6 separate regions of the Mus musculus genome follow, and regions 2, 3, 4, 5 and 6 are each linked to region 1. A link is a contact called in public promoter capture Hi-C data. All regions are on one chromosome and are shown on one strand. The core of a region is the stretch at or near the end of the contact, and the rest is flanking DNA. Distances in the headings are between cores, read along the strand shown.

Evidence for each region. Promoter capture Hi-C pulls out the DNA fragments that hold promoters and counts their contacts. Capture Hi-C pulls out chosen DNA fragments and counts their contacts.
Region 2: a contact with region 1 is called in a promoter capture Hi-C map of liver, with 3 times the contacts expected there. The contact joins the promoter of B130055M24Rik here to the promoter of Sgf29 in region 1. A contact is called at or near these places in 3 of 39 promoter capture datasets (liver and neutrophils) and 2 of 9 other capture datasets (adipose tissue and liver).
Region 3: a promoter capture Hi-C map of liver shows a contact between it and region 1, with 3 times the contacts expected there. The contact joins the promoter of Rnf40 here to the promoter of Sgf29 in region 1. A contact is called at or near these places in 4 of 39 promoter capture datasets (erythroid cells, liver, neutrophils and 1 more), 3 of 115 datasets of contacts at active chromatin or transcription factors (memory CD8 T cells, microglia and pancreatic cancer cells) and 2 of 9 other capture datasets (adipose tissue and liver).
Region 4: a promoter capture Hi-C map of erythroid cells shows a contact between it and region 1, with 4 times the contacts expected there. The contact joins the promoter of Zfp771 here to the promoter of Sgf29 in region 1. A contact is called at or near these places in 2 of 39 promoter capture datasets (erythroid cells and neutrophils) and 2 of 115 datasets of contacts at active chromatin or transcription factors (extraembryonic endoderm stem cells and large pre-B cells).
Region 5: a contact with region 1 is called in a promoter capture Hi-C map of erythroid cells, with 2.7 times the contacts expected there. The contact joins the promoter of Dctpp1 here to the promoter of Sgf29 in region 1. A contact is called at or near these places in 5 of 39 promoter capture datasets (erythroid cells, liver, neutrophils and 1 more), 2 of 115 datasets of contacts at active chromatin or transcription factors (large pre-B cells and pancreatic cancer cells) and 1 of 9 other capture datasets (macrophages).
Region 6: a contact with region 1 is called in a promoter capture Hi-C map of pre-B cells, with 2.9 times the contacts expected there. The contact joins the promoter of E430018J23Rik here to the promoter of Sgf29 in region 1. A contact is called at or near these places in 2 of 39 promoter capture datasets (liver and pre-B cells), 1 of 115 datasets of contacts at active chromatin or transcription factors (pancreatic cancer cells) and 1 of 9 other capture datasets (macrophages).

What each region holds. Positions count from the first base shown.
Region 1 is chr7:126,647,526-126,650,669 of GRCm38.p6, forward strand. Sgf29 (SAGA complex associated factor 29) reads left to right here and starts at 1,784. Exons shown (of 10, transcript NM_029339.3): 1 at 1,784-1,952.
Region 2 is chr7:127,446,937-127,450,387 of GRCm38.p6, forward strand. It overlaps B130055M24Rik (a long non-coding RNA gene), which reads left to right and starts at 1,454. Exons shown (of 2, transcript XR_869949.3): 1 at 1,454-2,635. It overlaps Zfp689 (zinc finger protein 689), which reads right to left and starts at 2,222. Exons shown (of 3, transcript NM_175163.3): 1 at 1,718-2,222; 2 at 1,427-1,540. The coding sequence starts at 1,922.
Region 3 is chr7:127,586,739-127,590,017 of GRCm38.p6, forward strand. Rnf40 (ring finger protein 40) reads left to right here and starts at 1,960. Exons shown (of 20, transcript NM_172281.2): 1 at 1,960-2,073; 2 at 2,187-2,390; 3 at 2,774-2,941; 4 at 3,019-3,160. The coding sequence starts at 2,259. It overlaps Ccdc189 (coiled-coil domain containing 189), which reads right to left and starts at 1,857. Exons shown (of 9, transcript NM_001033040.3): 1 at 1,139-1,857; 2 at 826-857; 3 at 85-150. The coding sequence starts at 1,351.
Region 4 is chr7:127,242,846-127,246,064 of GRCm38.p6, forward strand. Zfp771 (zinc finger protein 771) reads left to right here and starts at 1,681. Exons shown (of 3, transcript NM_177362.4): 1 at 1,681-1,763; 2 at 2,140-2,289. The coding sequence starts at 2,149.
Region 5 is chr7:127,259,366-127,262,834 of GRCm38.p6, forward strand. It overlaps Dctpp1 (dCTP pyrophosphatase 1), which reads right to left and starts at 1,302. Exons shown (of 3, transcript NM_023203.1): 1 at 1,158-1,302; 2 at 1-103. The coding sequence starts at 1,258.
Region 6 is chr7:127,392,265-127,395,421 of GRCm38.p6, forward strand. E430018J23Rik (RIKEN cDNA E430018J23 gene) reads right to left here and starts at 1,357. Exons shown (of 3, transcript NM_198011.2): 1 at 989-1,357; 2 at 737-850; 3 at 1-251. The coding sequence starts at 1,172. It also overlaps a transcript of Zfp764 not described here.

The DNA of each region.
Region 1 (3,144 bases), core at 534-3,033:
AGTTGTAGACCAGGCTGGCCTCAAAGTCATAGAAATCCACCTCTCCTTCCTGAGCACTGGAATCAAAGGCATGTGCCACCATGCCTGGCTAGCTTCTTTCCTTCCTTCCTTTTTCTTTCTTTCTCTCTTTCTTTCTTCCTAGACTAGTCTCACTGGTGTCTTGAACTCCCTATATAGAACAAGCTAGCCTCATTCATAGACATCTACCTGTCTCTGTCTTCTAAATGCCACTAGCTTTTCCATGTAGTCCAAGATCACCTTCCCAGAGAACGGTGCTACCTACAGTGGCTGGGCCTTCTGTATGAATTAACATGGTAACGTGGTAGTGCACTCCTATAATCCTATATAATCCATTAGACAATTCCCTATAGCTAGGTCTGTCTGGGAAATTCCTCAGTGAAGACTGCATTGTCCAGTGGCTCTAGGCCCTGTCAAGTTGTTAAAATTAACCAGGACAACTGACTAGACATACAGATTCAATGAAAGAAAATTATTTTTTCAAACTGTAAAAAGTATGTGTCTCCGTGTGGGTATGTGCACGTGAGTGCAGGTGCCAGAGGACAGCACATCAGTACCCTTGGGGCTGGAATTGCAGATCGTTATAAGCCACTACTGTAGGCACTGGGAACTGAACACGGGCTCTTTGCAAAAGCAGTACATGTTTTTGATTGCTCGGCATCTCCCCAGACTCATTCATATACATACACACACACACACACACACACACACACACATATATATATATATGTATACACACACACACACACACACACACACATATATATATATATATATATATATATATATATATATATATATATATATATATATACATTAATTTCTTTGCTAGTCTAGGGGCTAAAATAGTTTCAGTGTTAAAATGTAAGGTTTCCTAATAGAAAAATATCTGATAGCTTGTTGTATGCCAGGCACAGTGCTATGTACTGGGAATGTCTAATGATCTTGACCTTATAGCATTTGTAATTCTATCAGAGAATAACAATATGTAATTATAAACTTTAAAAGATTTTCAAAAATATTTTTATTCTATGTCCAGGCGTATGTATATGTGTATGTGCACCTGTGCAGTGCCCTCAGAGGCCAAAAGAGGGCATTAGATCCCTTGGAGCTGGAGTTACAGGCAGTCTGAGCCAGCTGACCCAAGTGCTGGCATTCTAATTCTGGTCTTCACGATTGAGCAGTACTTGCTCTTAACCACCAAACCATATTGATTTTTTTAGGTGTTATGTACGAAATATTAGGATAGTTAGGGTGGGAGCAGTCCCTAGGGACTGAGCCCGGGACCATGCTAAGCAAGTGTCCTACCACTGCACTAACTGGGCAGGCATCCACAGGGTAGGTATCCAAAGATGTAGCTAAATGTTTGCATGTCCAAATCTTTTATTTGCTGGGAAGATTCTGTAAAATACAAGTACTAAACCTAAAACTGCTTATTTGGAATTTAAAAATATTTTCAGATACATTTTAAATTCACGGCAAATTTCAGCTTAAAGTACAGAGTTCTCATCTGCGTCCTGGGGCCCTCCCTCCTCATCCCCAACAATCTGATGTGGTTTTGTTGTTGTTTTCTTCTGGTGCAGAGGATCCGCTCCCATCACCTTTCACATGCGAAGCGAGGCTTCACGCATGCTTTTCTGTTCCTTTGACTCTGATCTATTAAATCATGATTAAGTACATCAAAGCACAGGTGTCGAAGTAAGAACTACGTTTCCCAGAGTGCAATGCAGCACGTCACAGAGAAGTACCCGGCATGCGCAGAGGAGTCCTCCGCGCTCGACCGCGCTCATAAGAGAAACAGCGTGTGTGGTTCTTGACGCGCCGCGAACCTTCGAACGCAAGTGCGAGACTACCCTGTGAGGAAACGTTCCAGGGATTCGCCTGTTCCCGCCATCGCAGTTACCAGCGCGACGTGCTGTTTCTTCCTGTGCTCGGTAGGTGGGACGGGGCCATGGCAAGGTACCTCCAAGCAGCGCGGGAACGAAAGGCCAGCGTTCCTGCCCGGCGCCCGGCTCGCCGAGGCGGCGTCTGAGGAGACGCGCACGCGCCCTGGACGGGAAGGGGGCGGGGCTGTGGGAGCCGGCGCCCTGGGGCTTGCGCGTGCGCCCTACCTCTCTGAAGAGGTGGGAAGCGGCTGGAGCTGGCTAGTCTAGATGCCGGCAGCTGATGTGAGTCCCAGACATCAGCACATTTTACTACTTTCTCAAAAGCTTAGTTTTTGGTAGCCCAACCTGGCCGTGAGATCGCAGTCCTCCTCCCCCAATCCCGAGTGCTGAGATTACAGACTGCACATGCTCTAAAGGTGTCCATTTTCACAACAGTAACTTCATCCACTCTCCAGCTCACTCTTGTGTTGGCTGACACATGTATCCTAGGACGTCTGCGTCTACTCATCAGCACCTTCCCCTACCTGTCAATGTTCAGCTTTCTCTAGGGAGGCTTTGACTCATGCTGTTTCACAGAAACAGCTCTAACAAAGCCACCTTGACTTCTGGATTCCGAAGTTCAGTGATACAGGATTGGTAGCATCCTCTTTCATTGCCTCGGTTCTCCTCTAAAGAACTCCTGCTTCCATTGCTTCATCTTTAACGGTTGTACCATCAAAATACATAAACCCTTCTTCATCTTGCCTTTCTTTCTGTTCCCTCCTTGGACATTGTCTATTTCACACTTTAAATAAAAATAAAATTTATTTTGGTGCTCTCGTTTCTATCTTGTAAAAATATTTGGTGTGTGTGAAGGCAGGCATGTTCATTCCATGGCACTTTTGTGGAGGTCAATTGACAGCTTTCAGGAGTTCTCTCCTTCCATCATGTAGGCTTCTAGGATGGAACTCGGGGTATCAGGCTTGGCACAAGCACTTGAATCTGCTGAGCTATCTCACTGGCCCTCAAATTTACATCTTGTAGATCAGTATAATGTTGTGGTGTTAGAATCCACAGGGAAAGACCAAATCTTAGGCTCAATTCAAATTTAGATGAAATGGATTTCTTTTATTTATTACTGCTAGGCAGTAGGCAGTAATAGGCAGAAGGATGTCAGCCTTAAAGCCAAACAGCATGCCATGTGGTGTGGAGGGATCCAAAGGAAGGAAGGGGGCTGGAGAGATGGCTCAGCAGTTAAGAG
Region 2 (3,451 bases), core at 204-2,703, 800 kb after region 1:
ACTCCGGTGTTTTGGAGAGAGCATTGGCACAGATGACCACTCACAGCAGCTTTAGAGCTTTGTGAGCTGGCTGTGTGTGCAGTGGATGTCAGACGAGTGCCACTGCCAAGCCCTCTGGAGCCTAGAGGAGCAGAGTCTCAGAAGGCTGGCACTGAGCGTCACACGTAGACTTTGGGTTTGATTTTACTGTAACTGTGCACTGGTTATTACTTCTTGGAATAAACAAGTATGTAACTTTTTTTTAATAGGAACCCATAGTTAATTTTAGAGAGGTTTTGGATATGATAGAGAAACTTTGAAAGAGACTAGGTATTTTAAGGAGAGTCTGAATTGAGTGTTTGAATTGAGATCTTGGAATGAACAAAAAACAAAGGTTATGGTTAAAAGGGATGGGTTTGTGTGTCATGCTAACAAGGGGTCAATTGTGCTGACTTGTTTTATGCCAACCTGATCCAAGCTAGAGTGATTTGGGAAGAGGGAACCTCAACGGAGAAAAATGTCCTCACCAGATTGGCCTGTGGTACATCCTTTTCTTTTTTTTTTTGGTTTTTCGAGACAGGGTTTCTCTGTATAGCCCTGGCTGTCCTGGAACTCACTTTGTAGACCAGGCTGGCCTTGAACTCAGAAATCCACCTGCCTCTGCCTCCTGAGTGCTGGGATTAAAGGTGTGTGCCACCATGCCCAGCGTGGTACATTTTCTTAATTAGTGATTGATTAAGGTTGACATGGGAGGGCCCAGCCCACTGTGGGTGGTGCTATCCCTAGGCAGATGTTCCTGAGTGTGTAAGAAAGTAGGAGAGCAAGCAGGAGGCAGCCTTCCTTGTGGCTTTCTGCTTCAGTTCCTGCCTTGATGTTCCTGCCCTGCCCTGCTTTGATGATGGATGTTTACATGAAAATATCAATGAAATAAACCCTCTTCTCCCCAAGCCACTTTTGTTCATGGTGTTTATCACAGCATAGAAACCTCTGACCAAGACAACTCCCAAATATGCAGCTGTTGGTCTAGGAGCACTTTGAGAGAGTTGTAAAAAAAAAAAACAAAAAAACCTTGGACTGTATTTCATCCAGTAGTTCACAAGCCTAGATGAACATTCCAATCAATGGGGCTTTTTCTTTTTTAAAGTCAAGAGTGAACCAGGGGCTAGAGAGAGATGTCTCAGTGGTTAAGGACTCTTTCTAGTCTTCCCAGGACCGATGGGAATTGGAGAAGTTCAATGGAAGCTAAGTCCCGGATCCTGGAAAGCAGTAGTTATCTTTTTCAAAGCTCAGTAATTCACTTATGTCAATGAAGTACCGTTTGTAGTTCGTATGCCCACAGTACAAGCAACCTGGTTAACTCTCATCAGACGACAAATTTAGATTGGGTCGACAGTTTAGGGCATTACTCAGGAAGGCAGTATGGTTTTCGTGGGTATTTTTCACTCACTTCTCTGGAATGTTACCCATCTCCGGTACTCCTGCGGATCTAGGGCTGCTGGTTCCCAGTCATCGGTATTTCGTTCCAACCAGGAGATGAGAGCTGGTTTGGGACCTGCGCATCCTGGGGAAGGAGAACCAGTCAGAGAGCTGGCCCGAAGAAAGGATGCTAAAAAATAAACGCCAACCCCTAACAAGCCGATCGCAGGTCAGGACCCTAGGCTCCCTGCCCCCACTCTACCCCGCCCTCAAGCTCCATCATCCCTTAGGCCCCGCGTAAGCAGATTGGGCCGGGCCTCACCGAGCGCGCCCAGGAGGCCGTAGGTCTCGCGCATCACATCCCGGTACAGAGTCCTCTGAGCGGGCTGCAGACACCCCCACTCCTCCGAGGAGAAGTACACGGCCACGTCCACGAACTTCAAGGCCCTTGGCCTCCTGCCCCTTTTCCGAGTAGGTCCAGCCTCTCCGACTGCCCGCAGGAGAAGCGGAGCCGAAGGTGGCGCCATCGGACCTGCTCCCCGGCCTTGCCACGGGGACCCGGAGACCTAGAAGCTCCGTCGGGAAGGCCCGGAGGAAATCTGAATCGGCTGCCTGAGGGGCCGGGCGGCCCGACACAGACCGTTATTCAGGGAACTCCCGCTGGAACTTGGGTGAGAGGCACCGGAAGATGCCTTCGGGGAAGATGGCGGCGCTGCTCCTGCACCACCGCTGCCTAGAACACAGGCAGGTTCCAGCTATCGATTTTATTGACCCGAACGCCATGCCGACTTCTTAACCTCCTTGCCCTAAAGTGTAATGGCGCTGCGAGATGGCTTCTTGCCTACTTTCCTCCTATCTATTGCATTCGTTTATTGGTTGGTAGCTGAAGATCGGGCGTTCTGATTGGTCATCAATGAAGGCGGCCCATTTGAATGAAGCCAACGGATTCTTAAGGGCAAGAAGGTGGATCCTGTGTCTCTAAGCCGGTTGTGAGAAGTCTTATGAATGGGAGGCTTTTCTTGTGTTCTCCAACGCTTGTTTGCCCTACTTGGAGAAGACGTTTCTACAGGTCTTCCAAAGGGAAAGTCACACAGTGACAACATGGATTTTTGAACAGCTACATCCTACGATCATAAAGGTGTCACAGCCAGGAATTCTGAAAAGTACTAGATGAGAAGGGAGCGGTGGTAAGGATCTGGTGCACAAAAGGCGCGTCTGGTAAAATTGAATGACTAGAATGGTAAGTTGACTGGTCTTGTACCTTGGGCAGCTCCTAAGTAGTCTATAGAAGTGAATGGCCTACCTGAGTACCAAGGAAGTTCGCTTGTTTAGAGGTGAGACCAATAGCTTTGGGCTTACCCTTTCTTTGTACAGTGGAATGCACATTTAGGCTACCAGGGGGAACAAAAGACAGATGGCTAGTTGATCCTTTCATTTATAATGAAGCAGGGAAATCACCCCTGTACCGTTGCTTTCCGAAATAGTGCAGCTGTGTCAACGTGTGTCAGGAGTGCATGGGCAACATAGACCCTGTTTTTAAATGAAGAGTGTATAGCCCAGTGGCAGGCATTTGCCTAGCATGCATGGGGCCCAAAGTTCTATAAAAGTATTTTTAAAATAGATACCCAGGACTGGGTATGAAGCCGAACCTATTGCTCCTTTCTGAATAATTATCAGGTAAGGAAGACTGCACAGAGGGTAAATAGGATTCGCACATCTAGAGGCCACACAGAGAGGCTGTGCCTTCGCTGCTGAGAGCCAGCCAAGCACCTGGACTATTCGAGTAGATGGTGTCTGAAACTTTATGTCTAGAGTCCTGGACTCCCCCCTCCATAGAGAACTACAACAAAAATCATAAGACAGCCGGGTGCAGTGGCACGCACCATTAATTCCCAGCACTTGGGAGGAAAAGGCAGGTAGATCTCTTGAGTTTGAGGACATCCTGGTCTACAAAGTGAGTTCCAGGCTATCCGGGGCTATCTCAAAACCAGCCTGCCTCAAAAAACAAATGAACAATAAAACCCCCACAAATCTGGATCAGCTTCCTCAAAATCTG
Region 3 (3,279 bases), core at 710-3,209, 940 kb after region 1:
TGACACTCACTCTATACTTTAAAGTTTGTCATTTCTTGTGTCTCCCCTCCCAAGAGTTCAGTCTCGCCCAACTCAAACCCATACTCTCTCATCTTTTCCACAGTGGCTGCCTTCTCCAGTCTGTGCATAGAATGGATGTCCAGGTATTTCCTGTCAGGAAAAGATGAGACAAATCACTGGTGGTTCATACAACTTCCCCGATGGGGCTGCAACTTGGAGAGTTTCAGTGGGGATCAGGAGCTGAGACTTGGCGAACTTGCTAAGGAACCTTTAGCAAATCATTTCACTGTCAACGGGGAACATCATGGTCTAGAATCCAGTCTGTAGATTTAGCAGATTTTTTTTTTATTTATAAACCCACTGATTAGAAAAGAGTTGTGCCAGGTAGTGGTGGTACACTCACTGTACCCAGCACTGTGAGGCAGAGGCAGGCGGATCTCTTGAGTTTGAGGCCAGCCTGGTCTACAGAGTGAGTTTCAGGATAGCCAAAGCTACAAGGAGAAACAATGTCTTGAAAACCCCCCAAAAAACAACTTTGAGTCCTTGTCTTGCTCTGTGTGACCTTGATGAAGTCCCCTGGGCCTTGGCATCGGTGTGCACAGTGCTCCATCATTGCAGCTGTGTACATTCCTGCCTTTGCCTCCCTTCTCACACCGCCACTTTACACTGAGGCACCTGGCACGCTGGTGACTCGTTACCTTGAGCACTTCTCAGTCTCATCTTTGTAAAACTGGAGAGCCCTGGCTGGACAGGACTGTTGAGGACACCTTACAGGAGTAATACAAATGAGAAGTGTAACTTTTCCCCTGGGCTCTCCACACTCACCACATACAGATCCGGGGCTGGGGTAGTGGTGGCTGCGGAGAGAAGACAGATTATGGGACAAATAGATACGACAGTATGTATCCCCTAGTCCCTAGTACCTCATGAATTTCTAGCAGGTCTGAGTGTGCTATAATTTTAACTATAGCAAAATAGGTAAAACCGGGCTTCGGTGGGCTCGAAATACTATTTAGCAGCCTATTTACAATCAAAGCAACTCCAGGAAATTCCCTAATGTTGATAAACGTAATGACTGGCGGCACCTTTTTTGGGAAACCTAAGTATTCACTAGAGGACAACTCTGTCCCGCCCTCACCGGGAACAAGTTGGCTCCAGGATCTTCAGCCACTTCCACAGGGCTACTAGTGGCTTCTGCGGGCGACTCGGTCTGCATGTCTGTTCCGTTCCTTATGGCCGAGCCGTCCACCGAGCTGGGACTCCTGTCCAGTTCCTCCTGCAATTTGGGAGATTGTTCCGACTCCATCTGCACCTTCATTCCCAGGCTCTGGCTGGAACTGGGGGTAATCATCTCTTCGTCCTTCTTAGCCTCAGTCAAGGGCTCTCCAGCCTGGGCTCTGGGACAGCCAGCTCTCCCACTGCAAAGCCCGGTCCTGCCCCTTCTAGTGTTTCTTCAGAGGCGGTGAAGCGAGAGGCAGCCAATCCGCAGAGGGCGTCTTCCCAACTTGTCTCCCCGGTGACCGTTGTTAAGGAAAGTAGAAAGTACAAGCCCACGCCAATCATTGAAAAGATAGAGCGCATGCGTAACGAGTTGCACGTGCCTCTTAGAAGTTGCTTGTAAGGGTGCTTTTGAGGGTCGGTCTTTTTAAAGATTTAATTTAAATCTTTAAAAGATTGTGTTTGTGCGTGCGTGTGCGCACATATGTACAGGATGTTCGGGAGGGCTCCGCGGAGGCCAGGAGAGGATGACGGATCCTCTGGATCTGGAGTTACAAGGGGTCGTGTACCGAGTACCCCGAACAGCAGCAAAGGCTCCACCCCTCCATCTCCTAGTGCAACTGCGGGGTCAGTAACTATGGGAACCGCCTGCTGGCCAATCATTAAGAGAAATACAGTCCGTCGCGGGGTTGGAGGGGTGGGACTAAAAGACTCGAGAGGAGGAACCAAGAGCTACCAATAGAAACAGGAAATAAGTTTCGCCACATCCGGAGCGGCTCTGACGCCTGCGCTGTGCGTCTGGCGGCCGGTGACGTCCGGTGAAATCCAAGATGGTGGCGCTTGGCTGACCCTACGGTAAGTGCGGACCCCCGTCCGGCGGGGGCGGGGTCCGGGAGATATGTCCAGGGGGACGCTCAGGACTGCGGAGCTCCAGACGCATCCACAGCTCAGCTCTCTGTTTTCTGCAGGTGACGGAAGTGCCGCCTCCACCCGCCTGCCAGCCCCGGAGAGCCCTGAGTTGCCCCTCCGCCACCGCCGCTATGTCTGGCCTCAGCAACAAGCGCGCCGCCGGCGACGGGGGCTCAGGACCCCCAGAGAAGAAGATGAACCGCGAGGAGAAGACCACGACCACTCTAATCGAACCCATTCGTCTCGGCGGCATTTCTTCCACGGTTGGTGGGCTTTTGCGAAAGTCACATTTGGCCTGCGCCCAAAGTGTTTGGAATCTTGTGTGTGCTCGTGTGTATATACACAAACCGGGTGGTGAGGGTGGGTGTGCCAACGGCGTGAATGTGATCAGAGAACAACTTTACGGAGTCCCTTCTGGCCTTTTACTTATGCGCACATATGTTCCCGTAAGTCCTGTGTGATGTGTCTGAGTTGGAAACAGGTAGGGGCAGGAACGGAATGTGAAGCTCTCATGACTAGCATATTCTCTTTGCAAGTGTCTGAGCCTTGCTATATACCTCTCCCCTTTCAGTCTAATCCTTGTCCTATTGTGTGTCAGTGATGGTTCAGGGTCCTGCCCGACACTCTGCCTCTTCCCTTCTGGTAGGAGGAGATGGATTCCAAGGTACTGCAGTTCAAGAACAAGAAGCTGGCGGAGCGGTTGGAGCAGCGGCAAGCCTGCGAGGATGAGCTCCGGGAGAGAATTGAGAAATTGGAGAAGAGGCAGGCCACTGATGATGCCACACTCCTCATCGTCAACCGCTACTGGGCCCAGGTGGATGCCTGAAGAGCGAGCGTCCTACTGGGAGAAGCCCTGAGGCATTCCTAACCTCTTGTTCTTTCTTCTTTCAGCTGGATGAAACTGTAGAAGCCCTCCTCCAGTGCTACGAGAACCAGAGGGAACTGTCTTCAGGGACAGAGGTGCCTGGGTGCCAAGAGGGCCTGACCCGTGATGTGATCCCTCGACCAGACCCAGGGACATCAGATCTGAGGGGTAGGACCAGGGCCCTGGGGAGCTTATGTTCTCAGAAAGGTTTTGAGGAGGAGGTGACTTTGATGTGGGGCTACCGAAATGCCCGGCACTTGGGAAGCAGAAGTTGCTGTCCTGGAACT
Region 4 (3,219 bases), core at 431-2,930, 600 kb after region 1:
CCAGAGGTGAGCCATCACATGGAACTTCAAGTTTCTGTTTCCAGTCCTATCTGGAACTGATACTCATGGGAGTCACTAGATATTGGTGGTATCAGAAGCCTTTGGGACACAACTGTCCTCTCTGATTTTGTCTCCCACCCTTCTCTTTTTCTTTTTTAATTTATTTTTTTTAAAGATTGTATTTGGCCGGGCGTGGTGGCGCACGCCTTTAATCCCAGCACTCGGGAGGCAGAGGCAGGCGGATTTCTGAGTTCGAGGCCAGCCTGGTCTACAAAGTGAGCTCCAGGACAGCCAGGGCTATACAGAGAAACCCTGTCTCGAAAAACCAAAAAAAAAAAAAAAAAAAAAAAAATAAAGATTGTATTTGCTGGGCATGGTGGCGCACACCTTTAATCCCAGCACTTGGGAGGCAGAGGCAAGTGAATTTCTGAGTTCAAGCCAGCCTGGACTACAGAGTGAGATCCAGGACAGCCAGGGCTATCCAGAGAAACCCTGTCTCGAACCCCCCCCCCAAAAAAAAAAAAACCAAAACAAAAAACCAAAACAACAACCACAAAGATTGTATTTATTTTATGTGTATGAGTACTCTGTAGCTCTCTCAGACACACCAGAAGAGGGCATCTGATCCCATTACAGATGGTTGTGAGTCACCATGTGGTTGCTGGGAATTGAACCTGTGGAAGAGCAGTCAGTGCTCTTAACCATTGAGTCATCTCTCTGGCTCCTTTATTATTTTTATTAGAAAAAAAAAGTTTCACTATGCAGGTCTGCCTGGCCTTCAACTTACAGAAGTCCACCTGCTTCTGCCTCCCCAGGGCTAAGTGGCACCATGCCCAGTTAAAAATATCTAGAGAGATAGGCAAGATGGTACTGTATGTAGTATTGTAGAGTGGATTTGACCTTGGGCTATTTCTTCCCACACTACCAGTAGTGAGAAATGCTTCTTTACTGTATAATTTAGGTAAATCAGTCCTCTCTGAACTATCTTTAAGTGCACGTGTAAAGTGAGATCGCAATCCTCTGTGCTGAGCAAATGTGACCCAGTGTGTAAAACAGCAAACTTTCAAGAACAGGTACCCAAGCCAGGCACGACAACTCCTGCCTTATACTCTCCAGATTCGGGGTGAGGGTCGGGGGCTTGCCACTGGTTCTAAACTAACCAGGTTTACATAGTGAGCCTCTGACAAGTCAGAAACAACACTCGGTAGATGAAAGCGACAGATTGGGCGGTGGTGGATCTGGGCCGCATGCGGGCAAACAGTAAGCTGTCTGGCAGATCAGGGGATGGGAAGGCGACGCGAGAAAGAACGAAGAAGGAAAAAGGAGGGGAAAGAAGAGAGGAGGCAACAGGGCCCGCTCTCCAGGCGGGGCGCCAGCGAGAGGCCCAGACCCCCGGGAGCGCACGTGGCCTACGCGGGCACAGCAATCTCGGTGGGGCGTCAAGATCCAGCAGCGGCGGAGCCCGGCTGAGGGTGGTTGGAACTCGGCTGCAGGGCCTTGAAGGCCGGGCTAGGCATGGTCTGTTGGTTAGGAGTTTCCGGGCCGCGGACACCTCTGAGTCCCGGCTACCCCTCCCGGGGCGGTTAGGGACAGAAGCTCAGGCCTCCAGCCTCTCCCCTAGGGGCGGGGCCAGACGGGCGAACCAATGAATGTCCGCCCCTGGGGCCCCGCCCCGCCCCCGCCTCCGGAGCCGCGGCCTTCGCAGAGCACCCAACCGCCCCTCGCCCAGGCCCGGGGCCGCACGAGCACCGAACCTCGGGCTGGTGAGTGCGCACTCCACCCCGGGGCCTCAGCTCCAGCGGGCCTCCGGCTCATCCCTTAGCGCTCAGGTCGCCGACCCAGGCTCTGGGGAGTGACTCAGCGCGAGGAGGGTGGCAACTCGCGGGAGCTGGAGATTCGAACTGTTCAGGGCCCTGAATGTCGGGATGAGTGGGGTGAACGGGTGTCTTCTGAGCTGGGCCCTGGGCAGTGTCGGAGCGTGGGGTTGGGTTAGGGTGGATGGGAAAGGACTGGACTCGGAGCCTGGGCAGGGCGGGGGAAGCCACGGCTGCACCGCCTTGTCTGGGCCGGGGCCACAGTGGGGGTGGGGGTGGGGGTGGGGGGCGGGTCCTGAGCCTCTGATCCAGCGCCCCGCCTCAGGACACCAAGATGCCTGGCGAACAGCAGGCAGAGGAGGAGGAGGAGGAAGAGATGCAGGAGGAGATGGTGCTGCTGGTGAAGGGTGAGGAGGAGGAGGGTGAGGAGAAGTATGAGGTGGTGAAACTCAAGATCCCTGTGGACAACAAGGAGGTACGTGTTCCGTCCCGATCCCACCCCCACCCTCGAACCTGTGCCAGGTTCAACGTCCCTCAGACAGAAGTCAAAAATCCTGCCCCCGCCTTTTCCTGGATCTCAGATCTAGAAACTCAGAATTGGCCCATCCTTGTGCTCACTGCCCCCCACGCCCCATTGGATAGACGTTTGGCCCACTGTGAGAGCCAGATGCCATGCTGGGTGCTGCTTGAGGCACCGTGCTGAGTGGCTTCAGTCTCCACGCAGCCTGATGTCTGTAAACTCACAATCCTGTATCCTGAGTCCAGATATAGGAGTTAGCAAAGGCCAGAGGTGAGGGAAGATGAGGCCAGGCCGCAGTAACAACAGCTACCTCTCGCATAGTTTATGGTGTGCCAGATGCTATTCTAAGCACCTCCAGTCTGGTTTGTTGCTAGTACTGACTCCATTTTCTAGGTGAGGAACTGAGTCTAAGACAGTTGGCAACCGACCTAAGTGACTACCCCAGACTGGAAGAGTGGCTCTGTCTGTAGGGAGCTATGGGACAGTAGTTCCCTCATACTCCAGCACAGCTCCAGGCAGGTTGGTTGGCAGAGCATGCTGGGGATCTGGGTTTTCTCCTGGAGGTTTTTAGGACATCAGAATGAGTTAGAGTCTGCCATTTGAGACCCTAACTATTCACCAATTATTTTACTTCCCAGAGCTGCCAGGGACCCTGGGCTGTCCCTTTCTCAGTAGACTTGAGTTCAGCTGGAGGGCTCTGGCTGCCTTGGGGATAAATGCTCGTTCCCCTAGCGGACCTGATGAGTTGCTGGGAAAGGACACCTGCTCTCTAGGCCTCTTCCACTGCTAACTGTGAAGTCCGGTTCTTTCCAGCCTTCTTGGCTATCATCTTCACTCAGCCTGACTTTGAGACCTCGCATACACTTTGGTTTGAACACTAAGGAC
Region 5 (3,469 bases), core at 52-2,551, 610 kb after region 1:
TGCCAGCTCGCCCACTTCTCCCACCAAGGCTAGCAGCAGGTTCCGAGGCTGGTGGAACTGCTCCCAGTCCCGCTCAGCTGCAAACTCTGCATGGAGGCGTCGGCTGGAATAAAGTAAAGGGGTGGAGGTTCAAGTCTCAGGGTTAGAGGACAAGACGCAGGTGCCTGGCATACATCTAGAAAGGGCATGGGACTCTGAATCCTACAGTCAAACATCTTGGATGTCCTTATGTTACTAACTTTTAACAAGACTTTTTAAAAAAGATTTATTTACCTATTTTATGTTTGTGAGTACACTGACACTCTTCTCAGACACGCCAGAAGAGGGCATCAGATCCCATTACAGATGGTTGTGAGCCACCATGTATGTGGTTGCTGGGAACTGAACTCATGAACTCAGGACCTCTGGAAGAGCAGTCAGTGCTCTTTAACCACTGAGCCATCTCTCCAGCCCTAACAAGCCTTTCATTGGGGTTGGGGGTGGTGTTCAAGACAGGGTTTCTCTGTGTAGCCCTGGCTGTTCTGGAACTCACTCTGTAGACCAGGCTGGCCTCAAACTCAGAAATCCACCTGCCTCTGCCTCCCAAATGCTGGGACTAAAGGTGTTCGCCACCACTGCCCGGCTAAGACTTTCTTATCATCTGGAAATGAACGTGCCCCTGTACAGATTTTAACCTCAAGCCAAATTAAGCAACACCCTTTATTATTCCATTTTCCTACTGCTACTTCTTCCGGTACTCCACCTTAACGCCCCTATCTCCACACATCTAGGTCTAACTAACTCACAGGATGCAGTTTTGAGACACTGCCCACTGGGGCCTTCCTTGACATTCTGCAAGAAAAAAGAATTCTACACTTCAGCTTCCCCTGTCCAACTACCCATCTCTCCTGGGGTGCAGAGGTTCTAACAGACCTCTGTTATCTCTCCAAGGTTGTATTAAAGGTTGGTACTTAACATGCCCGGGGGCGTCACCCAATTTCCCCGGCCTCAGGTGTGCACTGTGCACATAATGTTTATTTAGCTAGGTTCTCCAGAGGTCAGCCAGGAGGACCCGGATGGCCTCGGACGTGTTGTTCTTCTGGACCACGTGGAGGGACCCTCCTCATTACCACAAAAAGGTTAGTTTCTCCATCCGAGGACGGACAAGGACTGCTTACATGTCCTCAAGCGTGGGCTCCGGACTGAATCTGAACGGGCGGGCAGCAGCAGAGTCTTCTTGTCCCACAGTACCGCGCTCACCGTCACCAGCCGTGGACATTCCGCCCACTAGTCCAACCCGCGCGGGAGCGGACCCCGCGCCGCGCTCGGAGCCGCCTCCAGAGTTCTGACCAATCACGGCTTCTCAGTGCGTTCCCGGGGCGGAGCCGGAGGAGGACCCAGTCATATACGTGAATTTTAGCTACGGCCCGCCCCTTCTCCGGCCTGAACCAATCTGAAGGGAGTTTCAAGTGTATTTTCTCCTTCTGTGCCCTCGAGTTCTTCCGCCCAGGCGAAACTTCTTAAAGGGACAGGTACAAATTCAATCTGGGAAAGACAGTAGAACAGAAAGCCTAATGCGACGTGACTTGCTTAATGGGCGCCAGATGGCGCCAAAGTGAAATGGCAGGCGCGGAGGAGGCGGGTCCACTGAGAGCAAAAACCCTACAAGTGAAGGACCCAGCATGTGCGTGGTCATTTCACGTGGACGGCCTTCACACAATTTGAAAGAGATTGATGAGAAAAACTGCATACTTCCAGAGAGGGGGAGGACCCAGTCTTTGTAACCCATTTCAGCGTCCTACACCAGTGGATTCCAATGATTGCAAGCAATCCTACAGGGAGAGGAAGGCATACCTCCTCTTCGCGTTTACGTGACACTGACATTTGTAGCAGGTAGATAGGGTATGACCTCTTTCCCATGGGTCACTATCACAGCCTTACACAATGCACAAGAGGACACCAAGCTCGTTTACACTGGCTAGGTTTTGAAGCCTGTTTTCTTTTAAAAGACTTGTTTTTATTCTCTCTCTCTCTCTCTCTCTCAATCTCTCTCTCTCCCTCTCTCTCTCTCTCTCCATATTTACATGTATGTCTTTGGACCCCTTGTGTGCCCGTGCCCAGGACAGCCAGAAGAAGATGTCGGATCCAGGATTAGAACTGTGGTTCTCTGCAAGAGCAACAAGTGGTCTTATCCTTAGAGCCATCTTTCCAGACCCGTAAGATTTTTTTTTCTCCTTAAGAACCTTAAGAATTACAAAGAAAATTATGTATATGCGTGTGTCCAGGTATGTGCATTGGGTGTGTGCACATGAGTTGTTAGCAAAGGTCAGAGATGTAGAATCCCCTGGAACTAGAGTTATCAGTGGTTATGAAGTACCAAACCCTGATCCCTCTATAAGAGGAGCAAAGTTGTTTGTGATAGGCTTTCACTGTATAGTCTTGGCTATCCTGGAACTCACTCTGTAGACCAGGCTGGCCTCAAACTCACAGAGCTCCACCTGCCTCTGTCTCCTGAGTGCTAGGATTAACGTGTGTGCCACCATCACCAGGCAGGTAACAAAGGTTTTCAACTGCTCAGCTATCAGCACTGCACACCCTTTCTCAATTTTTTGTTTGTTTGTTTGTTTCGAGACAGGGTTTCTCTGTGTAGCCCTGGCTGTCCTGGAACTCACTCTGTAGACCAGGCTGGCCTCAAACTCAGAAATCCACCTGCCTCTGCCTCACAAGTGCTGGGATTAAAGGCATGAGCCACCTCCGTCCAGCTTCCCTTTTTCATTTTTAAAGGTTCCAGGATGGAACCCAGAGACTTGAGCATGATAGGCAAGTTCTGTACCCAGCCCATGGAGCTATCCAATCTCTTCAGAATTTTCAATCTGAAAAATCACAGAGTCAGTCATTGACCATGACAGGAATGGAGTTACCCAAGAAGAGGGGTTGTTTTGTTGGTTCGGTTGGTTTGAGTTTTTGAGGCAGTCTATCACCTTATAACCCTGGAACTCATTACGTAGCTTAGGGTACTGTCAAACTCATGCCAATCCCCCTGCATCGCCTTCTAAGCACTGAAATTATAGACATGAGGCATGGACGGGTGCCAGCTGTTTGTGTGTAACCCAGCTGTACAGCTGTTTGTTTTTGTACCTCAGTCATAGTCACTCTGTCTGTTCTCCGCTTTAGAAAGGGCTTGCATTCTTGTAGAAATGAAAGAAAAAAAGAAAGTGGAAGAAAGAGTCAGATTCTAGACACTAAGATCAGAGAGGAGGCTGGGTGTAGCTTAGTGGTAGAGGTTTGCATGCAAGGGAGCATTGGCTCAAACTCTAGCACCAAATTCATAAATAAAACCCAATGGTGTAGTGATTTCCTGCTAAGTACAGATAGATTCCTCTGGCAAGCTAGTGCATTTATCTAAAGAGACAGACATGAAGGCCATCACAGTTTTCTTTGTGATATCGGCAGAAGCGAGGGCAGTTCAGAGGCGCCGGTGTGTTACAGG
Region 6 (3,157 bases), core at 107-2,606, 740 kb after region 1:
CAGTTTGGACTGGTGGGCAAAACTCTTCCCACACACATGGCACCCATGACGCTGGTCTGCTTTTAGGATAGGGTTGTGCACCGCAACAGTGGGGTGCCCCTGCTGAGAGTTCTTGAAAAGCAGCTCCAAGTTGCAAGAAGGGGAAGCAAAGGAGGGGCGTGGCTCCATAGGCCCAGCTTCTGGAGAAAGTATCTTCTTGGTTGCCTTGGTCTCTTCCCTTGGTCTCTTCCCTTCCTTCTCGTGCCTGCAATCTGCTGGGAGACCATGACAAAGCTCAGACTCTGACTCTACTGCCCCTCGATTCCCACAGCCCCACATGGAAACAGGGCACAGGAGGGGAGAGGCCACAGCATCTGAGCATGCGTGGTGCACAGATGTCCAGATGCAGCATAAAGAAAGGTGTCTGTGTGGTCCCCATTCCCAAGTGCAGTGAGCTAAGCACTTGTCAGAGGTGGACAGCAAGAACTGAAGGAGACTCCAGAACGCAGTCACAGAGATGGCAGCAGAGGAGTGGGAACGAGGGGCTACAACCTATACAGCCTAGTGACCCTGTAGATATGAGGTGAGAGCACTGGACAGAACCCTTTTCAGATGAATCCAGGGGCCAGCCATCATGGCTTTGGCCAAGAAACAGAAAAACAGGGAAGAAACTGCCAGGCAGTAAGTGCAGTCACTAGAAGACACCACACAGGCTGGCAACACAGAAGTTTCCCCAGGCAAGTACCCAGTCCTTCACCTGAGTGGACTTCTGTCCTGCACATGGCCACCTCTGGCTCCTGGGCACCGGGTCCCCACACTTCGGACTCTTCCTCCACCCAGCAGATGAGCGCTGGTTTGTCGCCCCCGACTTCTGGAGGGAAAGATAGCAAACCCCACGAGTCAGGTCGACCCACTTGTTACGACCACCCGTACCCAGGGAACTCCGATCCACCGCATGACCCACAGTGTCAAGGGCTACGCGAACCCAGGCGGCCAGGAAGGTTCTCACCCAGAGAGGCCAGGAGACCATAGGTCTCGCGCATCACCTCTCGGTACAGGGTTCTCTGCGCCGGCCGCAGACACCTCCACTCCTCCGGGGAGAAGTACACGGCCACGTCCGCGAAGCTCACAGTCCCAGGCTTAAGGAATGCAGGCCAAGCGGAGGCCCTTTCCGGGGCCATCCGCGGCGCCATGGGGACTCCCCGCACTGTTCCGTGATCTGCCTGGCGTCCCCTGGATCGCCTGCCAGATCCTAGGTTGCCGCGGTGGGGTACCAGGGCTGAGAAAGGACATATATCAGGTCCGTGAGCACCCTAATGTAGGTGAAAATTGAAGATTCCTAGAAGCAGGTACAGATGCAAGACGTGGTGATGAACTCATAGAAATGGTAGCAGTATTTGTGCATAAACGTGTGGGGGCGGGGCGGGGCGGGGCGGGGCGGGGAGTAACAAGAACCTTGATCCCTGGGGTCCCGCCCAAGGTTACGTCACCGGATTTCCTGGGTCATTGTTTTCTAGCCCTCATCCAAAATGGCCAAAGTGTCTACAAGTGCCAATCTAAGACCAAGACTGAAGTGGACGTGCCTATGTGGGCGGGGACTCCAGGACCGCGAGTATCGTGCAGTTGAGGAATGGTACAGATTCTGTGTGTTCACACCACTCTCAAGTTAAGCTAGGTGGAAGCAGTCTGTGAATTTTGGGTTGGGGTAGAATCTGAGAAAACTCATTTCAGAGATAGAAGTTTAAAAATGAAAGCTTTATTTCTGTGCACGCGTATGTAGTGGCCAATTTGGGAGCTGAACAGCATCCCGGAACAGAGCTTATATAACGTTTTCATAGGATGAAAACACAAAGCAAGGGGGACTTGGGTGCACTGTTGCGTTAGTCAGTCTTTCACACAATGGGTTAAGCAAGGAAGTTAACTTTGGTGACTGGACCTCATCAGCGTCACTTTGTTTCAGGTTCCTTGATTTAGCTTTTGCAGCCAGGTCGCATCCTGGACTGGTCTGGAATTTAGAATGATAAGGGAACAATGGAGTGGGCAATCTGCACATTTATGACTTGTGTGCCTTAGTTTAGACAGCAAATAACAGCAACATCCCTCTTTACAGCCTTTACTGGATAACAAACATGAAACACCTAAAGTCACAGGATAGTTGTTAGTTCCAGCCTGGGATCCTGAACCCTGTCAGCAAGATGGAGGTCCAGCAATGGCTGGACTCAGGAATTAACAGGTGTTTGGTGTTTTTCTTCTGGTCAGTGTATTGTGGAGCCCCAGAAAGCCTGTGGCAGGAAGAATATTAATAAGCTAGAAAGTATAGCAGTCTCAGAGGTTGTTTCCACCAGCTTGGTCTACACATCTCAAAGTAGTTGAGAAATACTGTCCTTGACACATGTCTGAGATCATAGAGCTGGTCTTTGATCAGCCAGGACACTCGGAACATTCACGACCTAATCTTCTAAAACTCTACATCTGCCCATCTGGATTTTTTTTCCCCTTCACTTCCAGGAAGGAATTAAAGTTTCTGGGAAGATTGTGAGATTCCCATGAAATATCCAAGAGAGGAATGAGGCCCTACTCACGGTCATATACATCCAGGTTTTCAGTCTGGTTCATTGCTATTTTAATATAAAATACCTACCTATGAAAGGAATCTTGGCTGGGCAGTGGTGGCACACGCCTTTAATCCCAGCACTTGGGAGGCAGAGGCAGGCGGATTTCAGAGTTTGAGGCCAGCCTGGTCTACAGAATGAGTTCCAGGACAGCTAGGGCTACCTAGAAAGCCTGTCTCGAAAAAACAAACAAAAAAAAAAAAAAAAAAGGAAAAAAGAAAGAAAAAAAAGAAAGGAATCTTATCTGTACTCAGCATCATTCACAGCAAATGTTAATTTGCTAAATTTCTTTCTTTCTCACTGGGGAGGCGCTTCAGCCAGACTTCAGGACAAGGGGCTATCTTCCTTTGTCATGCACCCATAATTTTCCCTGCCTTTCTTCTATGTCTTGGTGCAAATACATTGGGTCAAGATCAGGTTTCTGCTCACTGTACTAAACTTAAAGATGGAGCAGGTATGACTTCCCATGGCCCAGAGTGATTTCAGATCTCCCAGCAGATTGTGCCAAGGTCCGAGTGACACAGGGAGCTTCGGCTCTGGGAGGCTGCTGACAGTGAGTGCCCAGG